Regions from separate parts of the Mus musculus genome. Here region 1 is linked to region 2. A link is a contact called in public Hi-C data. All regions are on one chromosome and are shown on one strand. The core of a region is the stretch at or near the end of the contact, and the rest is flanking DNA. Distances in the headings are between cores, read along the strand shown.

Region 1 (5,509 bases), core at 1,044-3,543, 150 kb after region 2:
CAAACAAGCACAGTGTGGTGGCTGATACCTAAAATCCCAACACGTGGGACACTGGGAAGGAGGAAAGCTGGGTTTAAGGCCAGTCTTGGGCAGAGTGACACTGTCCCAAAAGTATACACACAAAATCCCAAACACAGAGAAGTACACTTTGAGTCTAGGTGGTGCACAGTCTGGTCATAGATGCAACCTTGTGTTTAGCGTTTTAAGTTTTTACTGGGGAAGCCTCTATCACTCTTGAGCTGCCAGCTCCCTGCTGTTATCATTCAATACACACTTTTTTACTGTTGGACATCCTGGTCCCATCAGTCACCAGCTGTAGAAGGTCCTTTGTAGAGTTATGTTCAGTCCTGGCCCTCAGTGGGGTGCAGTCCTGCCCCCCCTCCCCATTAAGCACTTGTGCCTGGTTATCTCTGTAAGCTGGCAGGAACAGAAAGCAGTCCTACAGAGAGGAGAGAATGGAAGTCAAAGCAATAAGGCGCAGATCCCAGGGGGCTGGATGTGTCAGGTAGCTTACTACAGATAGGGAGTGAGGCCAGTGGACAGAGACAAAGAATTCACACTCCTCGCTTGGGAGCTGCAGGTCTCTGTTGGTATATTTGTAAAAAAAAAAAAAAAAAAAAAAAAAAAAAGCCATGGGTGTTTGTTTTTCACAACCTGGAGACGAAGTCCCGAGACCCATGTGCTAGTTCTCTCCATCTGGTAAGAGCTTCCTGCTTTGTGGGTAGATGAGGCAGCTCTCTGCGGTGTCGTATATACCCACTGGCCCTGTTGCCTTAGGATTAGGTCTCCACTGTGGATTTAGGATACAGAAGTGTTGAGACTATAGTGTGGTCATATTCTCACTGTTTGTAGAGGGACATCTAGCAGGGAGGGTATTGGTCAGAGTGAAAGTTGGAAAACTGGGATGGACTATTGTGTTTGAAGCTTCCTTAGCAGGTCTGCACAGACTCACTAGACAGCGTTTTATTTCTAAAGAAGATTAACACATGCTGGCAAGATCACTGCAGACAAATGGTAAGTGTAACCTTCATCAGCCTTGACGCTCTGTCAGTGCTGCCTGAGTTAGCTCACTCACACCTGCTCACTTGTACAAGCCTCTGCTCTAGACAGAATGAAGGTGAGCTCTTCACAGCCGCCTTTCCACCAACTTGAAGCCTGAGCTCAGGGACCCTTCACCACGTTAAGCAGTAGAATGGAGTGGGGAGGTGGGCTGCTCAGCCTCTTCTAGGAGGAGGTGCTGCCTGCAGGTCAGCAGTCACTGTGTGCTCATCAAAGACTCCTCCAAGTCCTCAGAGGAGGCTTCCAGTGTCTAATGGAAACGTTGGCCTGAATTCCAGCTCCTTGACTTGACACATGGGTTTCAGTGTGGCCCAGCTGTTGATGACCTATGAGAGAAGATAGTCTATGTGGCTTCTTCAAGTAGACTGAACGCTTATTTTCTAAAGATGAGCATTCTGAGCTCATGGATATAAAAAACAAGAATGTCCACTTGGGAAGGTATTTCAAACGTCAGCAGGTCTCACCAAAAAGTGGAGGCAGTTCCAGCTGGTGAACACATGGCTTCAGCAGCAAAGGAGAGGACAGTTGACTGCCTGCCCTGGAGCCCAAGAGCCTCAGGGCAGTGCAGCAGGCTATCTAACTGTTGGAAAACTTAAGCCAGGGATAGAGGTTATATACCCACCTGCAGTCACCACATTTAGGAAGTAGAAATAAAGAAAATAAAAAGTTTAATGCTATGAGACCCCCATCTCAGAAAACCAAGAATGAAAGATTAGACAGACATGCACAAGCTTCATTTTGTCATCAGTTGGGTGATAATCAAATTTCAGATTTCCTTGAGGCTGAGTGCTTTAAAACCCTTGTAGTCTGGGCTGTTGCATTGAATGGAAAATACCAGAAGAAAAAGCTAAGTTTGTAAAAATGAAGGTCTTGGTATATGCGGGGTTCCATCAGGAATGATTGACACTTTGAAGGCAGCTAATGTAAGATGGCCTAAGAAGTCTCTGTTCTCAGTGGTGTGTGTGTGTGTGTGTGAGGGAGGGATGTGTGAGTGCTGCTCCTCCCTGTTCTTCAGATCATGATCAGAAGCATCTTCCTGTTTCTGGATCGAACCTACGTCCTCCAGAATTCCATGCTGCCTTCTATCTGGTAAGTCCACCCTGACCCCTGGGCCTCCTGCAGACCTGCAGAGTTCTCTTGTTAGAGCATGGTGTCTTCACGGAATAGACTCCCACGACTCCTGGGCTATATATAGGCTGAGGGAGCAGGGTTAATTTGTGGTCATTTCATATCTGCTTTCTGTGGAAACAGTTACAGCAACAGTGGTTGCTGGAGACAGTATGGGTGCAGGGGTGGGGGGAGGAAGGGATGCAGAAGGGGGCAGAATCAGTGGTGATTCCCATAATCTTGATACCGTTGAGGCTCACGGAAGGAGAATGGTGAAACATAGGCCAAAGATGATAGGCCCAACAATAGCAATTCGATAATTGAGTGCCTGTGTGGCACAAGATATCTCATTATCTCCTTGGGGTAGTGAGCTTGGCCTATCTAGGAATTAACCTCATTTATGGTAGAGGCATAAACATCCTGGACTGGCCCAACAAGCCAGTTGGTAGGAGGACTCTTAAAGATCTGGGTATCACTGGCAAACAGCATTTTGGGGCTGGTGCGTGTAGCACACGTGAAACTCTAGAGGATCAAAGGTAAGCCAAAGCCTGTTGTGCTTCTCCATCAGGGACATGGGCCTAGAGCTGTTTAGGAACCACATCATCAGCGACAGGATGGTGCAGAGTAAGACCATTGATGGGATCCTGCTGCTGATTGGGCGTGAACGAAGTGGAGAGGCTGTGGACAGGAGTCTGCTTCGGAGTTTGCTAAGCATGCTCTCAGATCTCCAGGTGAGGCCTTGGTCTTGAGCATTTGTGCTTGCGCCAAAGTAAAGGCAGGCTTCAGAGCTGTAAGTGGGGACTAGTACCCAGAAGTATGAGTGGACATCCCGATTGTCTAGTCCTTAAGGAGAGTGATGGAGGCCTGTGGTACAGTCTGCACGGAGCTGCAAGAGAAGCGCCTGATAAGAACCAGTGCTTGAAAAGGAAGGTTTCTGTGCTCAAGCTCATCAGGAGCTGCTTGTTTCCTAGGTGTACAAAGACTCATTTGAGCTGAAGTTCTTGGAAGAGACTAACTGTCTATACGCTGCTGAAGGCCAGAGGCTGATGCAGGACAGGGAGGTGAGCTGTGCGGCCGACTGCATTTGGCTGTAACCCACTCCTTGGGCCTGCTGCCCTTTTGTATGTATACATTTGCCAAAGTCTCTGGAGTCTTTGGGAGAGAACTGCTTGCTGTACAAAGGAGTTAATTTCTTTCCCTTAGAAGCTTTCTTTCTTTATTTCCCCTCCCCTAAGTATTTTCTAAAATAGCGATGTTTAAGCAAGCCTATGTCTAATGTCTGAGCCTATGTCTAAGCAAGAAGATAAAGAGCTAATCTTAAAAATCAAACATGTCACTGTGTAAAGCATTGGTGAAGAATGTATGTGAAGAAGCCTAGATAATAACAGCAGTGTCACCTCAGCCCCTCTGAGCAGCTTCTTAGGTCTAGAGTCCAGTCCCAAGGGAGTGATGAGTCCTATGTGGAGCCACCTGCCCCTGCCAAGATGGGCCCAACCCATCAGATCACAGTTTAGCTGCAGCCGTGCTAGCTAAGGTGGCACTGAGGACAAGCGATGGCTGTCTGCAGTTGCCGTGACTGCAGGGGAGGGAGGATGTCACCGCTGACAGATCCGTGTGATCCATGTGTACAGGTTGCTAGTAAGCTTTGGCTGTCTCCCCAGGTACTGATACTAACTCACCCATCGTGGCCCACTGGTATTTGTCCCCCCGCACTTGGTAGTAAGCCGTGAGAGTGGCCTGGGCCCTGCCTGGTTAGAGGGGCTTCTCAGTGGCAGTCTGTTAGCGAGTGAGTGGGTTTGCTTCTCTCTCTCTTTTTCTCTATTTTTTGAGGAAATTTTATGTATAATGTGAGAAGTCTTTGTCATTGATGTGTTAAATGTTTTTTTTGGAAGGTTCCAGAATACCTTAACCATGTGAGCAAACGTCTAGAAGAGGAAGCAGACCGAGTGATCACCTACTTAGACCACAGCACACAGTAAGTAAGCCCTGCACTGACTCCTCAGTCCCCACAGCCACGGCCTGCTGGCCTCACACTGAGGCTATGGCCATGCTTCTGGCTGCACCCAGTACTCTGAGACTCTGCTCCCAACACCGAGCTTTGCTTATAATGTGTGCACTCAGCAGTTACACACTGGATTTCTTACCACGAGCTATCTCAAGAGGACTCAGGAAGGAGAGCGACTCCCTCAGCGCCTGAGTGCTTTGTTTGCCTGATAGAACTTCACTGAGCACCAGGCTCTTGTCTTTCTAGCCTCTTGTTCTTCTAAGGTTTTGTGAGTCCATTTCCTGTGCAGGGTGTGGTGATTCGAGTGTGAGCACAGGTGCCTGAGGGAGGAGCCAGCGGTGTGAGATCCCGAGAGCTAGGGGGCTGGGGTGCAAGAGCAGTGTGCACTCTTTAGCCACTGTCCACCCATGTCTTCATGGCCATGATTCTCATGAAACAGTACACAGTTTTCTCTTTTCATTTGTCTTTTCCTCTAGACTCCAGGTCGATGCAGTGTTTGTGCAAGATGTGTTATGCACTACTGTGAGGAGATGGAGACATGGGGGTGGGGCACAGAGGAGACAGTGAAACTCCCGTCCTTTGGGGTTTGGGGACAAGAGGAAAGAAAGGGTCAGATCCCAGGAGGCATAGCATGCAAGTTCAGGACAGCACCTTTTTTAAAAGAGCATTGTGTTCTCCATTTCCAGAGGGGGCACCATGGGTCCCAGTACAGACCTGTGCTGGGAGAGGCTGGGTTCCACCTGTAAAGAGACTCTCTTCTAAGGATCACTGGTCAGTAAAAAAAACTATAGCCCATGAGCTGAGGCCGAAAATAGGAGCTCAGATACCTGGCAGGAATAGAGACTTCTGGGAAATAAAAACATGGGAGACCCCACCCCCCCGAAAACTGAGAAAACAGATGTTTGAAGACAAGGAGGGAAACCGACCATGCAGCTGAACTCTGGCTGCAATAAAGGGGGTAATAAGTTAAAAGCAAGGCAAAGCTTTGTGGCCTAAGCATTTATTAATAAATAGTCTAAGAGTCATTATTGCTGGGAATTAAGTGAAAAACTAGATTTTATACATGGTGCCAATGTAGAGAATATAATCCAAACCTTTTAATTTCATATTCAGTTATTAGGAGTCAATATTTAAGGGGATTAGATGTTCAGGAATAAAATGGATATTTACATCTGCCTGGTGGAGGCGATGAGTTAAGGGGAGGCCATAGGAGGCTGAGTGTTAGCAGCCAGAGAGGAGCAGAGGCTACACTGACTCCCCAGAAGTGGAGCCTTAGGCCACTCATTTCTGAACTCCATTTCCATGGAGGGTGGGATATAATCCTGCCTTTTGCCATAG
Region 2 (5,199 bases), core at 2,409-4,908:
AAGACTCGTTCGATTGGTTTACATGTTGTAATCTAGCTAGTCCAATAATGGCTGCCTCCTGTTGGAGAGGCCCAGAACTTGGTGACTGTTTGGGTCATGAGGCTGAGTGTCTCAGCAGTCTCAGGCTGATACTGAAGAACTGGAGGGTTCCTAGAGAGCTGCTTGTCTTCAGTCTGTCAGAGAGCTGAGGGGGAGGCTGGAGAAGTGGTCATATTTTATCTGAGACTCACTGAGACATCCAAGGAGAGGTGGTGCTCTAAGACTGATGCCCAAAAGGCCTGGCTAGGAGTGGGTGAGGGTGGGCAGTAGGGCTGATGGATAGACCAGGGAAAGAGTTAAAGCAGAGTACCTGTGTGTGCCCAGAAGACGATGAAGACCTACTGTACAAGGGATGTAGGATTGAGTCAGGAAGTAGAGGTGAGCCCAGGCTGGCCCTGTAGAACATGGGACAGACCACTAGGCCTGCAGGTATATGATTAATGGGTATATGGTTCATGGGTTTCTAGGTCAATACTGTGCTGTGCCTACTACCATGAATAGCCCACCCCTTTCCTGTCCCTTCTGTGACTTTCAGCTGTCCTGCCCCTCTGTCCTGTCCCAGCATGTTAGGACTCTGCTGAGGGCACTTTGAGTGATTGGAGCACACTTGACAGGATATAGGAGAGAAATGGAGGGCACACAGAGATAACCACCAGTTAGCTTACCCAGAAGACCACAGAGGCAGTTGACTGACAGAGATGGGAAGCGTGCCAGTAGTAGAAACCCTAAGTGAGAGGGTGTGCTGCTGGCCCAACGGAGAAGAAGATGGAGCAGACAGCAGACTCTTCATCCTTACCGCCACGGTTCATTTCTTTCTCAAGGCTGAGCTAGTGCTAGCAAATCTCCATGGGAGATGCTGCGGAGCCTGCAGGGCACCTCCGAGTGTCAGTCATTCTGCGCTCACCCACAGGCCCCTCTCGTAGTTCTGGAGCCAGCCTCACCCACCCCGTACTAGCCAAGGTAAGCTCCACACTACCCTAGACACCTCCACGTCCTAGTAAGCCCACCAAAGGCCTCCTTCAGACATGCACGCTCACCCATGTGCGTGTGTACATGCACACACACACTCATGTATTCTCACAGTCACACATGTACACACATACAGGCTAACACGCACACTTAACCCGTGCACTTATGCATGTATCCATGCTCATACTCACAAATGAACTCATACGTGCTCACATCTATGTGTGGGTTCACATCTGTGCTCCACACATGCACACTCTCACATGCGAGCACATCCCTGTGTGTTTCCAACGTGTTTTACATATGCATTCTTGTACACACCTGTTCATGCATGTGTGCTCATCCCATATACACATTACATACATATTCACATCCATGTTTACATGCTTGCATTTACATGTTTATGCATGTACACATTCTACCACACGAGGAAGCAAAGCAAATCAGGTTAAGTTGTGAGTTTTAAGAACACTCAAGGGAGCCAGGCGCAGTTCCTACTGCCAACTCAGCACTCAGGAGGCTGAGGCAGGAGGACCACAAGTTTGAGATCTGCCGGTTTACACAGGAAACCCCTGGGGCAGGGGAGAATAAATGAATATTGAAGAGAAGGAGAAATTCATACCAGACCCCCCATCCCTGAAAACAGTTGGATCAGAAAAAAGACCCATCTCTGGTGGCCACAGCGTGGGTTCTCCGCTATAGCTGCCACTGGCTCCTTGGAGTTCTGCAGCCATGGTTTTTAGGTACTTCTGTGGAGCCAGTATCCTGTGGCAAGGGTACACAGGACCTGGGTGGGAAAGGGCTAGTGGAGGTCCCAGGTGCCTGTGCTTTTGAGCATGCTGACCACTGACCACAGAGAGGCAGCCTTCCCTTGCCCTGTCAGCAGGCCCCCAAGCTGCTTGCTATACATCCTCCCCACATGACCTAGATTACGTTGCTAATACACACTGGTCCAGCATTAATTCAAAGCAAAGTGCAGACAGATTTGCTCCTCAGCAGATCATAAATAAATCAGCTGGAGGCCCTGTTCAGTTGGAGGACTGGGAGTAGCCATAAGATCCCAGGCCATCCTCCCGTGCAGCACATTGACTCTGCATTTACAAAGCTCTTCCCATTCACACAGGCTAACAGGGACTCCTGCTCCTACCTAAGAGGTGCCTGCATGGCTCACACATGTACAGATGCACACACCACACACTAGCACTGAAATGTGCAGGCAAAATGAACAAGACAGATGCACGCACACAGACACACAGACACACAGACACACAGACACAGACACACACACACACACACACACACACACACACACACACACACACACGTATGCAGAGGCACATGCTCACTGAGATGACTCGTGGCTTGTGAGGACCATTGGAAGTGGGATACAGAGGCAGAACTCAGAGAGCGTAGATGCTGTCTTCTAGAATACCTGTTTGACTCTCCCTATTTGACTGGCCATTCACACAGTCCCCAAAGCAGCCAGATGTGCCATGCATTCAGATGGAAGTTTCCATGGAGTGTGAGTGTTCTGGGAGAGAGGGCGTGTGTGCAACCATGCGTGTGCTAAGCCACTGCCACGCTGGTGTTAAATGCCCAATCTCTGCCTCTGCTTCCTCCTCACCGGGAACCACAGATGAGGGTTGGTTAACCTCAAGATCCCACGTGTGGTGGGCAGTGTGACCCTGAGTCTCAGCTCGCCTTTCGCCCAGCCGCGCTTTAGGGGTGTCCTTCACATTGGCCTTGTTTACTGCTTTCTCCGCAGTGTAGATGGGCCAAGTGTACCTGCCTGTCAGCAGGCGGACTTGGGGGCCCATGCTTTCTTGGTTGGGGCCCTGCTGCCATGAAGGGCAGTTACTTGATTAATAGTAATCAATGCCTTCATGTTTCGTCCCTGTTGGTGACAGTCTCCTTGAGTCTCATGTACCCAGAGTCTGCTCCTCTGTCTGACTTGGGGTGACTTTTGCTATCTATCATGAAAGAACATGACCAAAAGCAACTTGGGGAGGAAAGGGCTTTGGCTCACCCTTTCACAGCACTGTGCAGTCATTGAAGGAAACCAGAACAGGAACCCAGAGGCGGGAGCTGATGCTGAGGCCGTGAAGGGGTGCTGCTTACAGGCTTGTTCCTGCGGCTTCCTCAGCCTGCTTTCTTATCGGACCCAGGACCATCAGCCCTGGGGATGGGACCACCCACAAGGAGGGCTGGACCCTCCTTCATCAATCACTAATTAAGAAAGTACCTCATCGGCTTGCCTGCAGCCTGATCCTGTCTCAGTGAGGCATTTTCTCAACTGAGAGTTCCTGATCCCAGAGGAGTCTAGCGCGTGTCAAGTTGATAAAAAATGATCCAGGACATCCTCCTGCTGTCCCTGCTGTTGTCTGTGACAATGCTTACCTGGATGGTCACCGTGTGTGGCTTCCAAGGGGAGCTCAGCCCCCACGGCCAGCTTTGGATCAGGACAAGAGGACTGCAGAGGACACTCACGTGGACAAGCCTGCCATCTCGTCCCTGGCTCTCACAGACTGCTCGAGACCTCGGCTTCCCACAGCAGCGTTTCATTTGTGAAGTCCAGTGCTTTGAGCGCTGAAAGCCTCTGAAGCTCCCAGGAGTCCCTGCGACTTCTGCTCTTGAAGACTCTCTGCAGGGACCTTCACATGCGGTCCCGCCCTGTTCTTCTGAGTCGCATTCTCCTAACCCCACCAGAGGCCACTTCCTCTCCATCACTCATTAGTTATCTTCCTCTGTAACTGCCATCCAGTGTGATAGTCACTGACCACGTGTGGCCGCTTAAAGTTAAAATGGAAGAAAACAAAGTAGTTGTTTCTGCTCACACATGGCTAGGGGCTGCCACACTGGGCAGCTGCAGTCTGTGACACGTGTCATGTAACCAGCACATGCCTGGCGTTCAGAGGCAAGGGCAGTGACTGTCCTGGTCTTTTGTTCAAGAGGAAGAAGAGCTGCCATCACCCTGCTAGAGTCTGTGCCATTGTACCATGCGGTAACTCGGGGAGGCACAAATAGTGGCTCTTGGTGGCCTTCCCCAGGCCCTTCCTCCACCCTGTCACACAGTGCCATTAGCTGCTATTCAGGGAGTTGACAGTGGCTGAGAGGGAGCCAGTGTGTCAGAATACTACTTGTTAATCCAAAGTAGAAGGGGTGCCTGAGGAGAAAGATCTTGGCAGCCTTGGGCAGCCCTCAGGGAGGACACTAACAAGTGCCCTGAAGCCACAATGGAGACAGTGAGTGGCAACTCCCCCACTACACACACACACACACACACACACACACACACGCATGTGCACATGCAACAATTTCTTTGTGAGGTGTGATGAGTTCTTTCTGAGCACAGATTGATTTGACAGAGCTCACAGGAGCTTTTGACAGAGAGACCAGGGAAAGTGAGGGCAGAGGCTCCTGAGCCAAGATGGCTGTGAGTTGGGTATATTCACACCATTTTTGACATCAGAGGCTCTGATTCTTCTCCAATGTTCAGAGAGGGGCTGGTTGTGCCCAGTGGCTGCTGCTGACCTGTGGGTTCCATCAGTCTCCCTGTCCTCCAGAGCCAGGAGTACTTTGATCATTGAGTGTTTGAGTCCCTCTGCCCTCCACCAGCGCATAGCATGCACCTGTGCCCCAGGGAGCCTTGGGGCTGGGGACACCGGCCCAGAGCCAGGCATAAGTAATACTATGCACAGGTGGGAGGAGCCCACCCTGTTCTGTGACCCCATCCCTGTTCCTGCCCAGAAGGACCAGGTCCCATGTGTTTCAGGAAAGTCTAATAAAACTGTGAGTCTGCTGGCTGACTCCAGGCATCCTCAGCCAATGCTAAAACAAACAAACAAACAAACAAACAAACAAAATCTGAACCCACAGGAGCCAACCAGGCAGCCTAGGGAAGATGGGTAACCTCGGGAATATGGCCTTATTGTCCTGGCGCTGCCCTTGTGCACTTACTGGGCCCTCACAAACTGTCCCTTTATGCTCTCTGGGCAGTCAGCTGTGAGGCCTGGGCACCTGGTAGGAGGAGCCCAGAGGGTAGTTAATGACCCACCTCCAGTGCCCTCCTGAATGTGCAGCTTCATACTGACCACACGAGGGCGCCATTAGTCAAACCATTGTCAAGTCAGGTTTACTGTGAGCCCCATGGCTCCTCTGTCTGGCCTGGTTTCACTTACTCCCCCTCCCCCACCC

The links. Hi-C and Micro-C count contacts between places; a contact is called where the count stands out from the background.
Region 1: a Hi-C map of pre-megakaryocyte-erythroid progenitors shows a contact between it and region 2, with 3 times the contacts expected there. The contact joins two enhancer-like sites. A contact is called at or near these places in 2 of 39 promoter capture datasets (both in embryonic stem cells), 2 of 15 datasets of contacts at CTCF or cohesin (embryonic stem cells and pro-B cells), 88 of 484 Hi-C or Micro-C datasets (the 4T1 cell line, the AtT-20 cell line, B cells and 49 more), 5 of 115 datasets of contacts at active chromatin or transcription factors (the HPC-7 cell line, T-cell acute lymphoblastic leukemia, bone marrow-derived macrophages and 2 more) and 2 of 9 other capture datasets (adipose tissue and liver).

What each region holds. Positions count from the first base shown.
Region 1 is chr8:13,120,733-13,126,241 of GRCm38.p6, forward strand. Cul4a (cullin 4A) reads left to right here. Exons shown (of 20, transcript NM_146207.3): 4 at 945-1,014; 5 at 2,075-2,148; 6 at 2,735-2,897; 7 at 3,138-3,227; 8 at 4,059-4,141. Among named protein-coding and RNA genes, the nearest start is that of Mir7065, 13 kb to the right of the region's middle. Within about 2 kb of position 2,294, at least 6 of the 459 cell types and tissues checked have an H3K27ac peak or open chromatin away from gene starts, as enhancers often do. A contact at or near this core is called in pre-megakaryocyte-erythroid progenitors, where this site is marked.
Region 2 is chr8:12,973,828-12,979,026 of GRCm38.p6, forward strand. All of the region lies in intron 3 of Mcf2l (mcf.2 transforming sequence-like), which reads left to right. Among named protein-coding and RNA genes, the nearest start is that of Gm38671, 28 kb to the left of the region's middle. Within about 2 kb of position 3,659, at least 24 of the 459 cell types and tissues checked have an H3K27ac peak or open chromatin away from gene starts, as enhancers often do. A contact at or near this core is called in pre-megakaryocyte-erythroid progenitors, where this site is marked.